2 separate regions of the Sus scrofa genome follow, and region 1 is linked to region 2. A link is a contact called in public Hi-C data. All regions are on one chromosome and are shown on one strand. Each heading gives the region's core, a stretch centred on a gene start, on an enhancer-like site or on the middle of the called end of the contact. The rest is flanking DNA. Distances are from core to core; before and after follow the strand shown.

Region 1 (3,597 bases), core at 1,011-3,510, 200 kb after region 2:
GCTATGAGCTTCAAATTAAAACTGTCTAGGGAAGAATTAGTTTGGTAACCTAATAATGGAAATATATAGGTCACAGAAGAGTCTCCTATCATTGTTGAAAAATAAGCACTACACAGGCAAGCACTTGTAAATGAAAATCATTGATATAATTCAATAATCAACATACTCTAATATAATCGGCACATGTTTTATCTCTAAGTTAATAAAGCTTTAAGTTAAAAGGGAAAATTATAAAAGGCAAAAATAATTCTTTACACTTTCTACCTTTTTAATACTTTCTAGTACAGTTAGTTACTACATTTGTGCAATTAAAAAATAAAGACTACTAAGTTCTACCTCTTCATTGGCTTTTGAAAAGGTCCATATCACATATTAAAGACATCAAACTTTTTTGGAGGTCCTGAAAATTAACACCAAATCCTTATTGGTGAAACAAAACCATATAATCCGATCTATCTATTCACATTAAACAAAATGAATGACTAAATTTTTCGAAATCGATTCTGCTTTATTGATACTGAAAAAATTTCGCAATTAACCTAGAACATGTTACAAACATAGAAACATTAAAAGACAGTATTTACACAAACTGGAATAAGTCATCCGACATTATTCTCTCAAGTGCTAAGATGTCATTTACTCCTGGGGATATAACAAATACTATTTGTTTTCTGGTCATTCTGAATTATAAAATCTGAGCTGAACTTGGCAAAGGCAAAAAACCATGCTGATTGACTGAAAGACAAATAAAACCATATTGCCATACAGAAATTCATGATTTTTTACTGTTTGTTGTAAAGAGTAGAGCGCCTGCACTTTCAGCTCTCAGAAGAAATCTACTGGAAGTACTTCAAAGCAGTGACCTTTAAGTTTTACAGACACTGTAGCAGATTCCTGAATGTCTCAAGAAAAGGCAAACCTGCCTTGCTTTTCTTCTCTAACGGATAAAGTTGCTGTTTACTCTTACGATATTTTCCACTCTTAATCCGAAAAGATGGAGGATCTCTAAAACATAGTTACCCGCTCAGGATTAACCTCACCTGCGGAGGGCCAGATTTAGCAGCCCTTCACCTGGTGATAAGGTTGGGGTGGACTCGAGTGATGGAGGGAAAAGAGACAACTCTGTTCACAACACTACCTGTGGCTCCCGAGAGAGGGTCGGGGGGCGAGGAAGAGAGGGTTGGGGTGGTCCAAGAGACTTCTTTAGCCGGACCAAATTTGGGGAAGTGTCTAAGGAAGTGAGTCCCCCTCGCCCCAGTAAAAAAAGCAATCGCGGGGACCGCTCTCCTCCCTCGCCCTCTCCATCCGGCCCTCGGCGCTCAGCCCTCCAGCCGGAGCTGGGGGAGGAGGCGGAGGAGGAAGGCGGCTGGTCCCCAGGGCCCCCTCGAACGGCTGCCCGCGGCTGCTGCGAGGCCTGGACCGTGCCCGCGGCCTGCGGGTTCCCACCCTGGGGGACGCTCGGTACCCCGCGTCCGCCCGCCCGCCCGCCCGCCTAGCCGGCCCCTAGACCCGGCTCTTGACTCACCGCTCTCCACCTCGCCGCCTTTCTTGGCAGTAGCCGCGTTCCCCATGACCGGGGCGATGGAAGGAAGGGGTCGGGGAGGGGAGGGGGCACTGAAGCCGTCCCCGCCGCTCCGCAGGCTGAGCCAACTCCCGCTTCGGCACCAGTTAGACCGGTCAGTGCTTCTGGCGCACGGAGTGCGGGCGGGAAGACTGGGCCGGTTCTGAGGCCAGGGCTGCAGGGTACTCCTTTGCCCCGGAGCTGGCAGCAGCGGCGGCGGCGACCGGCAGACACTCCCCCTTCCCCCTCCCCGCCCTCCCAGCGCGCCCCCGGGCAGCCGCGCGCCCCCGGGCTCTAGACCCTGTCCCCCTCGGCGGGCGGGCGCGCGCGCCGGAAGTGACGTGCGCCCCGGGCGCGAGCGGAGGGTTGGGGTAACCCCTGCCAGTACCTCCACGGCCCACCCAGCTGGGAAGTGCAGGTCCGCGCTTTCTTTAGGGAGCTGATCCCCAGGATAAGGGAGGCAGCACGAGACCGTTAGCTTGGAGGAACCAGTCGTCTCTCTGCATTGGCGTCCCCCATGCCCTGGAGCTGGGCTGCTGGAAGCAGTGCCGGGGTTCTGGTTGCATTCTTGTGGCAGGCTTCGCAGTGCCTCCTCGCTCAGAGGATGCCTTGTAGCCACCAACCTGCAGGCCGGAGAGGACTGCGCTGTCGGGTAGGAGGTCGTTCCGGGGGACCCGGGCCGTTCTCGCCACTGGGCCTCGTGGACTGGTCAGTATCAGCCACAGGAATAACCTCGTCCCTTGTCCCGACCGTGGTTCCGAGCTTCTTTGCGTAGCAGATCCAGGTATTCGCCGAGCCCCCCACGTTTTCCTGCCTCTTGGGCACCAGTCACAAACCCTTCAGTGTTTCCAGTCCAATTTTCATTCCCTGTGGTTTTGCGTGATCGCCTCAGGTTTTGTCAGATATCCCAGGCGGAGAGAAAGGAAAGTATCACTGTTTCTGCAGAATGTTTATTGATGTGTGTCATTGTATTTAGCAGCTCTCTGTGTGTGTCAAAATAAATACATTCCCCATTTGCTAGTTGCATTTTTATTAGTATTCGTCTTGGAGCGCTTGAATTTGTGAATAGCTTTACTTTATGTGGCACTCTAGTATTTTTGTTGTTGTTGTTGCATGATCCTTTGAACTTTGCTCTGAGCATTTATTCCAAATTTAGTGTAGAAAGATTGTAATTCCCCAAAGGGCATAGACAACCTAAATTTATTTTGTGTCCCCAAGTCACCAAGCCCAGTACTTCTTTAATGGATACTTGTTGACTTGAAAGTAAGCAGAGCAAATCTCTCAGAATTCTTTTTTAAGTATGTTCTATTACTGAAAAAAAAAAAAAGGAGTGGAAACTGAGGTTACCCAGTAAGTTCTTCCTGCTATTTCTTATTACCAATTCCGTTAAATTAATTTAACAGAGGTTTATATCATATATACTGTATTACAAATAGGACCATGCAAATAGCAAGTCATGAGTTCTTTAAGAACCCTATGAGATATGTAGTTTTATTATCATTATTTCACTTATGAACAAACTGAGACACAGAGAAGTTAAGCAATTTACCCTGAATTACACATCTATCATCTGGTGGAAGCACAATTTAGGGTACCAAAATCTGACTTTTTGTCCATAATGTTATGTAGATGTTCCTTTCTCTCCATTTAAAATCCATTGACTTAAAAAGATGCATGCATAGTGAGTTTATTTCCAAGGGAAATTCATTATATTATTTTCTGGGTTTCCATTAATGCAAGTAGTATAAAAATTACAGAGAAGGAAGGATTTGAGCTAGAGGTGTTTGTGTCCCTGTGCAACAATGTTGCAGCAATGGCATATCATTCCAGTCAGATCTAGTTTTCTGTTGTAGATGTGGTATTTTGCCCTGCTTCTCTGTATAAAGTTCAATAAATAGCATTAAGCCATATACCAAGTTAAAAACAACTTTCTAATATACTTTATTCTGGAGAGACTTTCTAGAATCCTGGAATACTCATACTATCCTCACTGGGGTGAGTTTTAAAATGTATGCCTATTTAGAGACCAACTTTAA
Region 2 (3,459 bases), core at 170-2,669:
TGCTATGATCAAGATTGCCTGTTAGACAAGGGTATGGGTTTCAGAAAGTGAAAAATCAATCCCATTAAAAAAAAAAAAAAAATGAGCCACAAATTCTGATAAGAGAAGTTTTCACTTAGCTAGTTTCCAACTTTGGAATAAACTGACATTTGTGGGTTTAAGTATATATACAAGTACTCAACCACTTCCTCTTCACTCCCTCCAACAAACTGATATCAACCTTCTTCTCTGCTAATAGAAATTATGTGTATTTGTGTGTACTGTGGTGTCTATGTTTGTGCAGTGCAGCAGCATAAAGGCAGTGTGTGCTGTGTTAATATGAGTGGGTGTTGTATGTGCAGAGTATGTGTGGTGTGTGTAGTGGGTTGGCATTCGTGTATTTGCAGAATGTGTAGTGCCCACTGTGTGTGTGTGTGTGTGTGTGTGTGTGTGGTGTGTACAAGCAGGGTGAAAGACGGAGGTGCAAACCAACAAGACCTTCTAATCAAGGGTATCATGGGATGTGCTAAAATAACTTCAGAGATCCTCTTGCTGCTGGGATTCTGGAGCAGAACTTTAGGGGACACTTGGGAATGGGCTCAGGAGGGGAGCTGGGTCGGAAAGGACGGGAAACTGGTGCCTCAATCAGCTCCTTTTACTGATCTGCATTTATTTCCCCAAGAGCCAGTGTTCTCCCAGAGGAACCACCTTGCCTCTGGGGATCGGCCCGCAGGCGGATCCGGCCGGCCAAGCAGAGAGCAACCCTGGCTGCTAAAGTAATCTGGAGAAGTCGCCCGAGGGCAAGGCCAAACTCAACGTGTCCCCAAAAGCGTCTCAAGGGAAAGTGAGGAGGGGCCTGGAGAGGGGGCGGTGCGGGAGAGGGCAGGGGGTAGGAGAGGGGACTGCCAGAGATTCTCTTGGACTAGCAGTCCCATCTGAGAGCCACTGTGGACTGAGGGGAAAGTTTCTGGCTACGACTTTCAAGAAGCAAGTGTTCGCCTTTGAGATTGGGAGACCCCGGGGGAGCCCGTCTTTGGAAAGGGAGTGTGGGGGTGTGGCACTCGCTGTGCGCCCAGCCGAGCCGTGCCACCACCCGGTCCCATCCTGCGAGCTCTGCCCCGCAGCCCCTGGGGGCTCTCCGCTGGGCAGGGCTCGCTTCTGCACCTAATTCCACTCCAGGGTGACAGATTCCACGCTCGTGGGTGCAACAAGCTGCAGTAGCACCGGACACACAGAGACGAGGGAGGGCAGGGCAGTTTTTCTTGCGGCTTTCTTCGTTTCCTTCCATCCTGGAGAGGGACAGGGCGGGCGCATTCCCACTGCCTTCGCAGCACGAGCGGATCACTTACCTCCCCGCATGGCCGGCGCCGGGAGGCTCTCCCCCGCGCGGAGCTCGGCAGCAGCCACGCGCCCAGCCCCAGTGCAGCCGGCCGGGCGCGCAGGGCACGCCGGGACTTGTAGTCTCCGCGGGCCAGGAGGGGGTTGGAGGGCTGGGGCCGTTAGGGAGCTGGGAGGCCGGGAAGGGGCCTTGAGCATGCAAAGGAGGACGTTTGCAAGAGCTAAAACCTCCTGGGAAAAGAGGGTGGGAAACACTCCTAGAAATAATTTAAACTGGGGTTTTTCAGGCTAATACTGTTTTCTTCCTGTCTTACTAACACGTGGCAACTCTGACGAAGTTTTTTTTTAAGCTGTGTTTTGGCAGTAATGACGCGGAGATTGTTCCCGGGCCAAGTCCATATTATTTAGGGCCTACTCTCCCTTCATCCTGAACACACATCTGCTATTCTGTTGCTTACTCAGTTGAAGCCTTGGGCATGCAAAGAGAGAGCGAATGATTGCACTTTATCATTTGTAGCTCACTCTACAGTTTACAAAGCATATTTTACTTACTTAATTCATTATATTAAAACCATAAAGCATCCCTGAGTTATGCAGAGAAAAACTCAAGATGCAGGGAGTTTTTGGTGTTTATACCTGCGGAGGTTGGCGCCTCTGCACGATTCCTTTCCTCTCCACCGCTTCCCTTAGCACTTGGAAGTGGGAAGAAGGAGGGCTATGCCAGATGTGGTGGGTAAAGATCTATTATCAGCTACTGCAAGAAAGTGCTTCAGAGCAGGAAAGAGGGGAGCCTGCTCTGAAGGACTTTCTTTCAATAGCTGATAATAGATCTTTACTAAATATGGACATAAGTAAAGACAAAAGAAGAACCTACAGGTTGGAAGAATGGAGTGGGAAGGCAGAAAGGACAGATATATAGAGGTTGATGAGAAGGTTGTGATTAGGCTAGAGACAATGTGAGAAAATTGTATCCAAAAAATTAAAAAACAAAAATAAAGCAAAAACAGGGACTTGGGAAGCCCAATAGAACTAGAATTCTGGTGTTGCCATGTTGGAGCTAGTTCTGGGGTAAGTAAATTCAAAGAAAGGAGAAGCATTTAGTATAGCGTCTGACATATAGTGAACACACAAATGTTACAATTAAACATTGTAATTGAGTGCTTATTAAATGCCAGGCACTATGCTAAGAGCAAATAATATCATTTCTAAAAACTAATAAGTATTACTAATATCTGCTGAAACTCCTTTTGTGGAAGTTTCAAAAGATAAATTGAAGTAAAAGTACCAGTTAGGAGGCTATGACAATATTCCAAGTTATAGGTCATGATAGTTTGAACCAGTGATAAAAAGGAAGCAGGAGTTCCCGTCGTGGCGCAGTGGTTAACGAATCCGACTAGGAACCATGAGGTTGCGGTTCGGTCCCTGCCCTTGCTCAGTGGGTTAACGATCCGGCGTTGCCGTGAGCTGTGGTGTAGGTGGCAGACGCGGCTGGGATCCCGCGTTGCTGTGGCTCTGGCGTAGGCCGGTGGCTACAGCTCCGATTCAACCCCTAGCCTGGGAACCTCCATATGCCGCGGGAGCGGCCCAAGAAATAGCAACAACAGCAACAACAACAACAACAGACAAAAAAAGACAAAAGACAAAAAAAAAAAAAAAAAAAAAAAGGAAGCAGATATGAGACACTTGATGGGGCAAATGGACAGAGCAGTACAATCAATTGGATGTGGAAGTGAGGAATAGGGATGCAAGATGGTTGTCATTTCTAGATTAAGGGGATGCTGTCATTCACATAAATAGGTAAAACTGACAGAATAAGAGATTTTGGAAAATGACTGATTTTGGAATACTTAACCTGAGGCTTTCCATGTGTGAAAGACAAAGTGGCAGTTGGAAGTGTGGATTTGGATAGCATGTGTAGAAGTAGAACCTGAGAGACAATGAAAGGTTGGGAAAGGTTGTTGAAGATAAAGTGGAGAGAAAAAAGGAAGGGCAGCAGAGATGAGCAGGGGGAGGTGAGGAGTTAGACAATGACACCAGGCTGGAATTGGGGGAGGGGGAACGAAGAGCTGCAGGGTAGGGCCAAGGGAGGAAAGAGAAGCGAGGAGGAGCTTGTCAACAAGTCCAGATGCCATAGGGAGGTAG

What was found. A called contact is a pair of places that touch in the nucleus more often than the background predicts.
Region 1: a contact with region 2 is called in a Hi-C map of epiblast stem cells, with 1.9 times the contacts expected there. The contact joins the promoter of PRKACB here to the promoter of SAMD13 in region 2. A contact is called at or near these places in 1 of 5 promoter capture datasets (liver), 2 of 47 Hi-C or Micro-C datasets (epiblast stem cells and liver) and 2 of 2 datasets of contacts at active chromatin or transcription factors (alveolar macrophages and skeletal muscle).

Annotation. Positions count from the first base shown.
Region 1 is chr6:129,633,947-129,637,543 of Sscrofa11.1, forward strand. PRKACB (cAMP-dependent protein kinase catalytic subunit beta) reads right to left here and starts at 2,261. Exons shown (of 10, transcript XM_021096363.1): 1 at 1,526-2,261. The coding sequence starts at 1,571.
Region 2 is chr6:129,438,643-129,442,101 of Sscrofa11.1, forward strand. It overlaps SAMD13 (sterile alpha motif domain-containing protein 13), which reads right to left and starts at 1,420. Exons shown (of 4, transcript XM_021096359.1): 1 at 1,329-1,420. The coding sequence starts at 1,338.